Regions from separate parts of the Mus musculus genome. Here region 1 is linked to region 2. The links are chromatin contacts, called in public HiChIP or PLAC-seq maps. All regions are on one chromosome and are shown on one strand. Each heading gives the region's core, a stretch centred on a gene start, on an enhancer-like site or on the middle of the called end of the contact. The rest is flanking DNA. Distances are from core to core; before and after follow the strand shown.

Evidence for each region. HiChIP or PLAC-seq counts read pairs in DNA pulled down with a chosen protein or histone mark.
Region 1: an H3K4me3 HiChIP or PLAC-seq map of embryonic basal ganglia shows a contact between it and region 2, with 4 times the contacts expected there. The contact joins two enhancer-like sites. A contact is called at or near these places in 3 of 484 Hi-C or Micro-C datasets (all in embryonic stem cells) and 1 of 115 datasets of contacts at active chromatin or transcription factors (embryonic basal ganglia).

The regions. Positions count from the first base shown.
Region 1 is chr9:100,412,735-100,419,231 of GRCm38.p6, reverse strand. No RefSeq gene overlaps it. Among named protein-coding and RNA genes, the nearest start is that of Gm34397, 8.3 kb to the right of the region's middle. Within about 2 kb of position 3,706, at least 20 of the 459 cell types and tissues checked have an H3K27ac peak or open chromatin away from gene starts, as enhancers often do. A contact at or near this core is called in embryonic basal ganglia, where this site is marked.
Region 2 is chr9:99,951,189-99,956,906 of GRCm38.p6, reverse strand. No RefSeq gene overlaps it. Among named protein-coding and RNA genes, the nearest start is that of Gm23594, 10 kb to the right of the region's middle. Within about 2 kb of position 2,061, at least 9 of the 459 cell types and tissues checked have an H3K27ac peak or open chromatin away from gene starts, as enhancers often do. A contact at or near this core is called in embryonic basal ganglia, where this site is marked.

The DNA of each region.
Region 1 (6,497 bases), core at 2,457-4,956, 460 kb before region 2:
TTGGGAGGTAAGTGGTTTCCTGGAATGTTCAGCAAAGAAGGGGGCTATCGAAGAGAGCCCTGCTGAGGTAAGAGGGGCAGGCAGTTGTGTACGGTATTGCGGGGTGGGGGAACTGGACTTTCTCATCAAATCAAGTTGCTCCTTGTAGAGACTGAAGAGCAGCTCTTTATGAGTAGTCTGAGCCAGGAGGCATCTCCAGGATTCCTGACAAGTGTCTGGGGGGGGGGTTGGGGGTTGGGATAAGGGCAGAACTGAAGGGCTGGGCATGGTTAAGCGCCGAGGGTCCGAACAGGAGAAGGCAGCAGGGGACAGCAGGGGCACAGAAAGGCAAGGAGAGTCAAAGCTGTGTGCTCAGCCCGTGAAGGTCCCGGATCTAAAGTCTCCCATGGAGGTCAAACTCAAAGTTAGAGGCAAGTATTAAGAAGTGTAACAAGCCCAAACAGGGCAGAATAGGTCAGAAGTTAGAAGTTAACTCAGCAGCTTGCACAAGAAAGTGGTGACCCTGGATATTTTACTGCTTGGCCCTATTTAGTTAATGTCAGAGTATGATTCCATAGGTAAGTCTATGCCTGCTCTGTCAGAGGAACCAATATAAAAACGGGCTGATTACCAGATAGATGGTGGATATAGTTAGCGTTCATGAATATGGGCCACGTGGCAATAATGGATGTAGGATGCGGATAGGCTGGGAAGTGCTTTGCAAGTTGGTGCATGCGTGGCTATGAATAAGGTGACCCAGGGCAGGCAGACATCTATCTGGACTTGTGGATCTTAGCTGCTAAAGACTGGTGTGATAGTGAGAATTGTTTATAAGGTATATTAGTTTGCTAGGGGTTGCTGTAACAAAGACTCATAACCTGGGGATCTCGAATAACAAGACTTATAGTTCTGCCAAGGAGGACTCTGAGGTCAAGGTGTTAGGAAGACTGCTGTCATGTAATGGAAGAGTCTGTCCCAGGATCTCTTCTTACCTTGTAGATGGCCAGTGTCTGTTCCCTCCCTCCCTCTCTCCCTCCCTCCCTCTCTCCCTCCCTCCCTCTCTCCCTCCCTCCCTCTCTCCCTACCCCCTCCCTCCCTCTCCCCTCCCTCCCTCTCTCCCTCCCTCTCCCCCTCCCTCCCTCCCTTCCTTTTTTTAAAAAAAATTTTTCTTGTTTGCTTTTTTTGAGACAAGGTTTCTCTGTGTAGCCTTGGCAGTCCTGTAAGTCACTCTGTAGACCAGGCTGGCCTTGACAGAATTTAGAGATCACCTGCCTCTGCCTCTTTAGTGCTGGGATTAAAGGCTTGTAGAACCACCCCCAGATGTCTTTCTTCTAAATGGCTCAGGTGAGAATTTCTTCTTATATGACCATAGTCATATTGGATTAGTGTCCATGCAAAAGGCTTCTCTTTAACTTAGGGGTGCTTTCAGAAATCTAATTTCTGAATAAGGCCATGTTTGGAGCGTGAGGACTTCAATATGTAAAAATTTGGAGGCTTATAAACTAGCTTCTAGCAATGAGAGATTCAGAAGGGAAACTTTTGTGGATGATGATGAGCGGCTAAGGTCAGCATTGAGTTTACTCATTTTGAGATCCCTCTGAGGCACATTTGAAGATGTCAGGCAAACCAGAGCAGACATTGTATGTGGGGCTTTAGATCAAGGTCTGGGCTGGAGATTCAAGCTTAGGAATTGTTGACACGTTCACATAAGCCATAGGAATTCCCCCTTTCACAACCCCCAGGTGAGCCTGTGTGTGTGTGTGTGTGTGTGTGTGTGTGTGTGTGTGTGTGTGTGTGTGTGTGTGTGTAGGGCACTTACTCACAAGGAACCAGAATCCTAGCTGAACTCCATTCAAGTCCCCAGAAGTTCTTGCCATCTGCAAGGGCCCCATATCTTCCAGCTTAAAATAAAGTTTACCTTATAGGCCTGCTACAATGTAGACATTGGGGGTGAGGGGTAGGGATGTGGGGGGGGGGTAGGGATGAGAGGTGGGGGGATGGTGGGTGGGGGGAGAGTATCCTTTGCATATATTTATTCAAAACAAAGAATCATGACTGCTAAATCTTTGTAATGCTGCTCATGTTTATGTTGAAAAAAAAAAACCAACAACCCAGCATATTAAAAAGTATGATAAAAGAAAGGGAGAGAATCACTCCACACTTCACATGCTGGGTCAGTTCTCATTCCAGCCTTGTCTGTGTGGTTAATGGCTTTGTGCAGCCTTTGACCTCCTTCCGTTACTCCAGGGCTTCTGTGACAACATGAGATGTCAGTGGGAGCCTGCTTTGAACTCAGACACAAACAACCCTCAACCAATGGGGTTGGAAGCTGGCAGAAAAACACATCTCCCCCTTGATCATGGGGAAGGAGGAAACACTGTGAGAACCCTTATTTATTTCCTCAGGAGAAAGGGCCCCTGGCAAGGCTCAAATTCTATTGTGTGTGAATAGACTTTCTCTCCCTTCCAGGTTTCACAGTCTGGGGTCTCTAGAATGAGTTAAGTTCCCATCCATCATCATCTTTGCTTCAGATCATTTTACTCCAGGAATGTATGTCAAACCTTCATCCCAGAAACAGTCATCTTCAATATAAACATGAATCCGATATCGTCCTATGGTGGGGGTGGGGGTGGGGCAGAAACACACTTATAGAATAAGGTAATTTATGCAGCCTTGAATCCTGAGGAGTGTGCAGGGCTGAGGCTAGGCTGAGATAGCTGTGCTATGTGCAGTGACGGAGGTACCCATTCTCACTCATGTGAGAGTCAGCCTGTGCTGTTCCACACTGTTACTGCCATAAGCGATCCAGTGCGGTCCCCTGGTGTGTTCCTAAAAGCTTGTTCCAGACAGGACCCGTGCTTGCCAGGTAGAGATCTCTGGGTTAGGGCATATTCTTCCTTGTACCACTAGTCTGGGTGAGGGACTATGGTAGAGGCTGTAGGCTATGGTGATGGAAGAGCTGGGCTCACATTCATCTACTACTTATTAGGTGTGTAGCAACCTCAGGACCTCTGTCAACAATGAAGCCATGGAGGATAGCAACAAAGCAGAGCCTGTGGTTGGAGGGAAGCCTGCTCCACTGGGCTGGTTGGAGCCTTTTCTCATGACTTGGGTATTCCAGAGATTCTAGCACAATGAACATTGCTTCTGTCGTGGGTAATATGAAAAAATCTGTATAGAAAATTAGAATAGAACCACTATAGAACCAGTAAGCCTTTGGTTGAATAAATAACACTTAAGGCTCCTCTCTGCCCAGGGAGGGTCTTGTGCTGAGCTGTAGAGGATAGTAGTTGGAGGTTTGGCTGTGCCTGGTTTTGCTGGTAGAGGTTCTGTGAGGATAGTGAGCTGGCAAGTCTGTCCTTCATTTGGGGATTTGGTTGCTGAACTTGAAGGTTATAGAAGTAGTGATGTGGAGGTGAAGTAATGAATGGGGTATGGATGCCCCAAGTGAGGAGTGATGGAGGCAGATCCTGGATCCAGTGAAAAGATGCTGGTGGACCATAGAAGGTACGGGTCAGGAGAATAAATCTGAGGTTTGTAGCAGGGCCTCTGGGGTAGAGGCTGCTCCCAGGTCCTCCCCTTTATGACATGGCTTGTAAAATTGGGGCAGACGTCCACTTCTTAGTGCGTGAGCCTTCTTTTTACTCCCTTCCAAAGACCCCAGTGTTCTTAGGCAGGACTGCATTCTGCAGGCACAGTAGCTTCAACAGTGTCTCATTTCCCCAAGAAACAGTGTAAGCTGGGCACGAGGCCAAGTTTCTCCTCTCCACTGCTGCTAAAGCAGCTCCTTACTATTCATGACTTTACCGTGGTCGACGTCTGTCAGTCATGGGGTTGGAGTTATGTAAAGAAGTGTTGGCCAGGGCTACTGGCTGCTACCACACAGAAAAACCTACTTGTTAAAATTTTTTTTAAAAACTCTTCCTTTTTGTGTATCATATTGAAGAAAGCATAATTTGTAACTTTTGTTTCCCCTTCTCCCTCACTCCTACACAATTGCATGGCCCTAACCGCCATTATCCATGGAACCTTTCTCACCACATTCCCTCTCAGAGACCACAATGGGACTCTTTCTGGAAGTGCTCATTCTATACCACTGCCCATGTTTCTGCAGCACTGGACACCTCTGTCCATGTTTTTGAAGCTCTGGGCATCACTGGGTGCGCTTCTCAGCTTTCTCTTTTGCCTTCGATATTGGTGTCACTTCCTGTGTCTCCTCCATGTTTCTGACATCTCTGGTGTCCCATTCCTCTGCAGACGCTGTGTTGCTTTACTTCTCACCTTGTCTCCTCATTGTACCCTAAGTCCTGAGTTTTTTGGCCCTTCTATATTTCTCCCACAATCTACAAGTGATTGACACTTGCTCTATACCTACAATCCATCTCTTTTTCCTGAAAATGCAGACCTATATATTTAACTGGCTATAGAATTCAAGAATTCCTTCGAACTGAAAGTAGCTACAAAAGGCCCATCTTTTCCTAGAAAGCCAGATCGACTTCAATGGTTTCCTTTCCCAGATGCGTGTTAGTCCTGTGTGCTCAGCTGTGGGAGTCTTGGGCATCATTCCTGGCACCTTCCTTTGGGCATCCTTCGAATGCAGCCGATAACAAATCCCTGTTCTTTTCTGCCCTCTTCACACATCTCCTGCTCATTGTCTCCTCTCTATAAGCCTGTGATGGGTCTCCTTGGCTCCAGCTTTACCATATTCAATATTTTCTTCAAGCTCTTAACAGCATGCTCTTCATAAGCACAGATCTGATCCTTTCACTCTGTGGGCTATCCAAATTCAGCCCCACAATTTACCTTCTGCCTGTCTTGTCAACCCCAGTTTCATCAGAGATTTCCTTACAACACTGGGTTAGTGAGAGAATAGACACACAAGAGAAACCGTCGTTAATTCACCACTAAGCACACCAGGTGTAGAGTTGCTCAAGATTTCAGTTTCAAAGACTTGGTAAACCTGTGGGATGTGTGGAAGACACTTTTAAAATTAAAAGAAAATGTATTCTTTGTGACTCTGAAGGGAAGAAGCAGGCAATTTCAGCTGGTAGGTTCTAATTCAATGTAACAGTTTCTCCCAGTGAGAACTGACCACAGACTTGGATCTCCCTGAAGTAGCGAGCGCCCCCCCACCCCCCTTCTTAGGCGACCTCAGAACAGTTGTTGAATGGCTATGCAGGCAGGTTGAGAAAAGAGCCATACAGGCATTCTCTGAATTGTTAGGCTTCTATGAGAAGAAGGAGAAGAAGCTGAGGTTTTTTTTTTTTTCTTTTTTCTTTTCTTTTTGTCTTCGTCTTTCAAGTGTCTGGCTTTGTGCCAGGAGACTATATATACTAATTTTTGTTCTGACAATTACTCCAAGAGAGACTGCCGTTTTGAGATCCATTTTATTGAACAATCTAAAGCTCAGAGAGGTGAGGTAACTTCCCGAGGCCACTAGGAAGGTAAGCGATGGAGCTGGACTCAGATTCACTCTGGCGTGGTTCTAGCCAGTTCCTGTCTCAGTTCTGTCTCTAGCCAGTTGCTGTCCATCTGACTTAGAACCTTCTCACAAGGACAGATTCTGAGACCTCATTTAAGATCTACTGGATTAGAAATTCTCGGCATGGGGCCGACCGTCTATACTTACGACAACTTCCCTCAGAGATTGTGATGTCCACTACAGTGTGAAACTTACAGTCAAAAACAGCTTTCCATTTTGATAATGTACATGGGTAACATATTAGGAGGAATGCTTCCTTCAAGGTTTTGGAGACACTGAGAGGGGACCTGCTCTCAGTATCTATGACATCAACATCCAATCTACTGCCTTCTTCCTGGGAGGTCTAGGTATCTAGCAGCCCCCCCGGGAGATTACAGTCTTGCAGATTTGATTAGGCCATTTGAAACTGATGCTCAAAGAAGACTTTCTTGTACCTTCTTCATGTATTGTTTTCGAAAGGAGCAACGTACATCCGGACAAAAGAAAAACCAAAGCACTCAACACAGATTTGTGGCCAGTTTAAAATATGAAGACAGCACAGCAGTATTCCTAATAGACCCCCTTCTATAGAATAAGCTCAATAAAAGCAGCAAAAAAAAAAATTGTGTTTTGAAAAAAAAAAATCCAGACGGAACCGCTGTTGGTACGCTATCATTTATTTTGTTAATTCAGCAACATTTCAAGTGAGACCCAGACACTGTAGCATTTAAAAATAATGCAGCCTTGCTCCTGACGCAAGTGGCAAGAGCGAGTGGTCTCTATGGGGCTTTGCTAAAGGGGGGAAAAAGAAATTAAAAATCGTCCACTAATGTACTGGCGAGTAATGAAATAAGGACCTGACACTTGGTGCATTGAAATGCAAACAAGATGTCCCTGGGTTACCTTGGCAATTCATCACAGAGGCCAGTGCGCTTCTGTGTGTTATACATGAAGTGCAGTGAATTATTACCAGCCCAGCTCTTCTAGCAAACTTTTAAAACTATGCACATGATAGGGTCAAAAGAGATTTATATAAATGTGTGTGTGGGGGGTGTGT
Region 2 (5,718 bases), core at 812-3,311:
TGAGTTGAAATATCACTACAGGTGTTTGTGAGCCACACACATCACGTGCACAGGTTAGATGCTTTACTTCTGCAGGAAAAAAAAAAAAGACAGAGACGATGCCAATGAGAGGAGAAAATGCCGACCATCAATTAGCTACTGGCACTTACAGACAACTGCACTCCATTTTAAAGTCCCAGTAATCAGGTAATAAAAAAAAATGTTAAAATAGAAAGGTCCATGTAAGAGAGAGCCAAAACACCAGACCTACAGATGTATTGATTCCGTGGTGGGCAGCTCCTTGTGGACCCAACTGGCTTTTGTATTTGATTTTGGCATAAAGAATTGGAGTTGACTTTAGAAGAAAGTTTTGAAGATGACAACCTTGAGGCTTGAGTGGAACTCCTGTTTGTGACAGAACATGATGGGGCCAGTAAAATGATGCCAAGATTGTTGGTGGAGACGAACACTCAACGTACACGGAGCGCAATTCTGCACTGTACATTTAAAATTCTCGTTTTATTAAGGAATTTGCGGTTCTTTACCTCCCAAAAATTTCCATCTTCATTTTAACGTTCAGAATGTAATTCTGACAGTGGAAGAAAGAGAGCTGTCCGGACACTGGGACTATTTATCATTGGGCTGCTCAAAATGATTAAACATCGTCTCCAAGTTAGACAATGAACAATGAAACAGTTGTGTCTGTGTAGATTTGTTTTATTGATGTTATTTTCTAGAAATTCTCCAGTAATAATCTTTATGTTTAACTTCTCTCAAACTACTGTCCATCAAGAGAGGCGGGATGCTGAACAGCGGTTAAGCACTAACTCTCTGGGGTCAGGTGGAAATGGGTTTGAATCCTGCTGCTGCCACGGTGTTGAAGGATTGTATACATCCACACGTCTTAATTTCTCAGTTGCAAAACGGGACTGATAGCATCGTTTACCAAGTAATGCAGTCACAATGGAACTTAAACATACCTACTCGTCCATATGAATTAGGGCCTGCTTTTTATTATGTTCTCATCAGTATTAACTCTCATAGCTATGCTCGGGTCTCCTGCACCGTCGCACCAAGTGCTCTGGGCTTCGTACGATCCCATGTGACTTCAGTTAACACTTAACTTAGGCAGAGCACCGGCGGAGTGGCAGTAAGGATGGAGTTGTAGCCCTTGATGATAATCCTGTTTCTTCCGGATTTACCCTGCCTATTTGGGGATGATCCTTGGCAAGTGGCCAGTTATGAGTTCCTCTTTCCCAACATCCTTCAAGTTACAGACTCACCATTCTAAACAACCAAGGCATTTTCCATCCCTCAAAACTCATGGTCTACAGACCTAAGGAAAGAGAGAAAGTCAGTTAGGAACCGCTTGCGGGACCAAATTCTAGACCCGAGCATCCATTTTTAGTGCAGTAACCCAAAATAGTAGCCCTAGCCAGAATTCGTGCTCTCATTTGGCATACGTTGTGCTTAAATTTTTTTTTCCAATTTGTTTGTCAACAATTGACTGGCAGGCCTCACAGTGAAGTTTCAGGTTTCCAGAATTAGATAATTAGCCCTACCCCCCCCCCCCCCATTCCCAAAGGCAGGGATTCCCAGAAGCTGTGTAGCAGCTGCCCCCTTCAGGCAGGGTATGGGACCTCCAATTTGCCATAGTCCCCATCTCACCTGTTTCTGTCATCTATTCTTGCCTAGCCAGGAAGATGGTGGAAGATGGAGCCTGATCCAAACACGTATATGTGCCAGGGTGCGGGTATCGCTAGAAACTACTTGCTGGGAATCTCTTAGGGTCCGGGGATGTTTTTGTAAAAACAGAAGCAACTTTGGCAGCAGCAATGGAAATGGTACTCGGTAAGCAGGCAATTAGAGTTAAGCGTTTCTGGCTGCTATTAGCAGCTGTCTGTGTGGGCCCAGCCGTAGCAGTTCCATGGGGCTGCTGGTTAAAAGTCACAGAATTCCTGCGCTACTGTCCCCTGTCAGCAAAGTGCTGAGACAACAAACTTAACCTCTCTGTCCAGTGTGAGCCTATCAGCCATGGTTATTAAATCCCACAAAAGGGAGGAGAGGAGAAGTGAATAGAGCTGAGCGAAAGAGCGCTTTCCCCATTTGGATAGCTGTGCAGAACGGAGCTCCTAGAGAACGGCGCGCAGTGTAATTGCTGGCCTGAAAGAAAAAGGAAAACTATAAAAGGAAAGAGAGGGGGGATTGATAATGAACAATTTATCCTCAGAGCTAACAGTTAATTAATTCTGAAAATATCTGTCAGGCTAAAAGAAATGGGGGGGGAGGGCTATGCCACATACACAATTAATAAAATAATAATAACAAAAAGGAAAGAAAAAAAAAGATTTTTTTAAAGGTGTTACTATCTTCTTACAGGCTGGGCCCTGGGCTTCCCAATGTCATTTTCAACACATTTTTCCCCCTCCGTCTCTTTTCAGAAATTGTTCTCATGAATGATTTATATATGTCTAGTTATCTGAAGTGATTTCTATGGACCCCGGCGCATTGCTGCATAATTGTTAATTTTAACGCCATAATAGCTTCAGATGGAGGAAGAGATTAGGCATTTATTGCACAATTAAATGAAACATACTTGAGAATCACAAAGGGTTCCGTAATTATTTCAGACCATTAATAAAATGGGCATTAAATTATATGGGACACAAAAGGGAAAGGAAATAGATTTTCATTACAGCAATAGAAGCTGAGAGCAGTAATAGATCCTTGTTGAATTATCTTTCTCTCTCTCTCTCTCTCTCTGAAATTAATTGTTGCCTAGCTTATTTCAAAGCAAAATAAAGGAGTGAAAAAAAAAGTGTTTTAAAGCCACGCTGATGAAAGGGCTTTGTTTGATGAGGACAATGGCCAGTGATACACTCCAAAAAACAAGGTAATCTTTGATTCTGGCTTCTTGCCTTTGCTCCCAGCGACTTTCAAGGCAGTCTTTTCAGCAGCTTGGGGTTTCCCCACACCTACCCAACTCCCAGCACAACTTGAAGACTCAGGAAAGACAGGGGAGGGAGAGGACATCAAGGAAGGATGAGCCAATGGTCCCTCTCTCCAGCTGTTCCTGAGGGAACGCTCTGGATGGTTGAACTCAAACTCATGGCATTCAATTCAACAACATGAAGATTGCCCAGCTTGACCTTCTTGAAGGAGAAGGAGAATGGAAGGTCCTCTCACTCACTTAACGACTGTGCATATGCTTTGAAATATTGTGGAGGCCCATTGTACAGATGACAAAACTAAGACTTTGGATATGAAGAAATGCCCAAGTTGTAGACAACAGCTAATTCGGGCGCCCAATGTTATAAAACAAAGAAAAAAACATTTTTCTCCTGAAGTATTCCTGCTCTAGTGGAAAGAGACTGATAACAAGGGACTGGGGGACCAGTGAGGGGCTCTTTAGGTTGTCACCAAGCCTGATGACTTGAACCTGAGTTGAAAACCTGAGCTCTATTCCTTGGACCACATGGTAAACCAACTTTCATAAGTTATCTTCTGGCCTGTGCTTGTGCACACACACACACACACACACACACACACACACGTAAAATAAAATTTAAAACAACAGCAGAAAGTGCAGAGGGGTGGAACACATTCCATTCTTTCACTTTTTTCTGTCTCCTACCTGACCAACAGAATTCAAGGCCATGCTCCCTCCATCACAAGCAAGATCTGTCTTTGGTAGCTCAGTGAGCAGAACCTTGGACCTAACTCTGTGATGTTAATGACAAAAGAAAACCAGGGTCTTTGGAGAGCCCGACCTTCACTTTCATGTCAAGTTACCTATGTGGCCAGCCTGGCCACTGCATTAGACTAGTGAGAAAGAATCTGAAAACTTTGAACTTATGGCCACTCTAGGCCACAATCGCCCAGGAAGCTCCTGATATCACTACCCCCAGGACTCGGATGTTACTCTGGTGTTCAGCCGCCTCTGTGACTGCCTAGACCTGAAGTTTGTATGCAGGGTTCAATCTCAGAGTCTAGGACTCAGGCAGGACTGAGTTGTGTGTTTTCCCTCTACAACTCAATATCACAGGATCTGCCCCATATGTGCATGGATGATTTTTTCACCCCTGAAGTTTCAACAGCCATACCTGTCTCCAGAATCTTGTAATCCTGAATAGGAACCACAGGGTGCAGCCTCCATGACCCCATGGGAAAGAGGAGAAGTTTCCAGGGCATCATAAAGCACACTGGCCTTTAGAGAAAGCTCAGTGGTGGAAGGAACATCATAGGGAGAGGGAACAGGATGGAGGGCCACCAACAGCTCCCAAACCAGCCAGATGTTGCATCACACATAGAAGATCAAGTGAAGAAGGGGCTGAGTTAAGCAACTGAGAGTTGTAGACATGAGACATAAGGCACAGCTTAAGGATTTCTCGTATTGACAAGAGGAGCTTCTCATATGCTAAGACTTCCCTTGACAATACCTCCATGATTTGTGTTTTAATAAAATATTTATCTTCTCTATAAAAAGGGATGATGTTCCAGAAGGGAGTGAGAAGAAATGTAGCCCTGGCTGTTCTGCAACTCTCTGTGTAGACCAGGCTGGTCTTGAACTCACAGAGCTCCACCTCCTGTCTCCTAAGGGCTGGAGTTAAAGGTGAGCACCACTATACCCAACCCCAAATGTAATGAGTGAAGAAAGAAGCTGTCAACATGAGAGCACTTTCATATTCAAACGAACAAGTAAGGGGGCCAAAGAGAACAGAGGCTCCTACAACTGGCAATCATGGAATCGTGGAGAAGAGGAGAATCAACAAGAGACTGGATATGAACGTAAATGGTTTAGATTTTTACTCTGGAGACTGGAAATCACCAACTTTAAGATGATCTATTTTCTGCATCTCCTAGGTACACAATATTTCAAGATTGCTATTTATTGTCAACAAAGAAATCAATTATCAAGACATGGTTTGTTAAATGAAAAAGTCTAAAGTTAGGTCCCTCCCTCCTCCCAGCCTAGCTGACTAGACAGCTTAAGATGCCTCCCTTGAATACCCTAGCCTGACTCAGGGCCTGCATGCGACAGCAAGATGTGCTTAAATGGACAAGGAGGGAAAATCCCTTCACAGGTTTTTTTTAATTTCACAAAATTAATAAAAAATAAAAATACATCACATGGCAGATGTATTAATAGTTTTATTTAGTCATTCAAGGGTGTATATATGTGTATCATAACATATTATATCCCAGTAATAAGTATAGGAACTGTTTTCCAGTTAAAGATAAACATTAAAAAGTTTAACTATGGATCTGGAGAGATAGCTCAGCAGTTAAGAGCCCTGACTGCTCTTCCAGAGGTCCTGAGTTCAATTCCCCGCAACCACATGGTGGCTCACAACCACCTGTAACAGGACCCCATTCGCTCTTCTGGTGTGTGAAGACAGGTACAGTGTACTCATACACATTAAATAAATAATTCTTTTTTTTAAAAAAGTTGAACTGTGTAAGTGATAGCCATGAGAAGAATCTGGTGAAAACCAAAAGGCAAAATCAATGGAGAGACCCAAAGCCTTGGAGAGGAAAGGCAGAGACACAGGAGGCAAAATCCTAAGCACAAGAAAATAAGGAAAGTCACCTCAAGCGCCCATCATGACAAGTCCTCAAAAGGAAGGGCACCACTGACAGCATCAGGGTTAAACTTGCCTTCCTTCCAGAGAAATGAGCTGAAGAAACCTACTGTGCTGTGGCCCTGGGCAGAAAACAACAGCAATGACAACGCTGTTC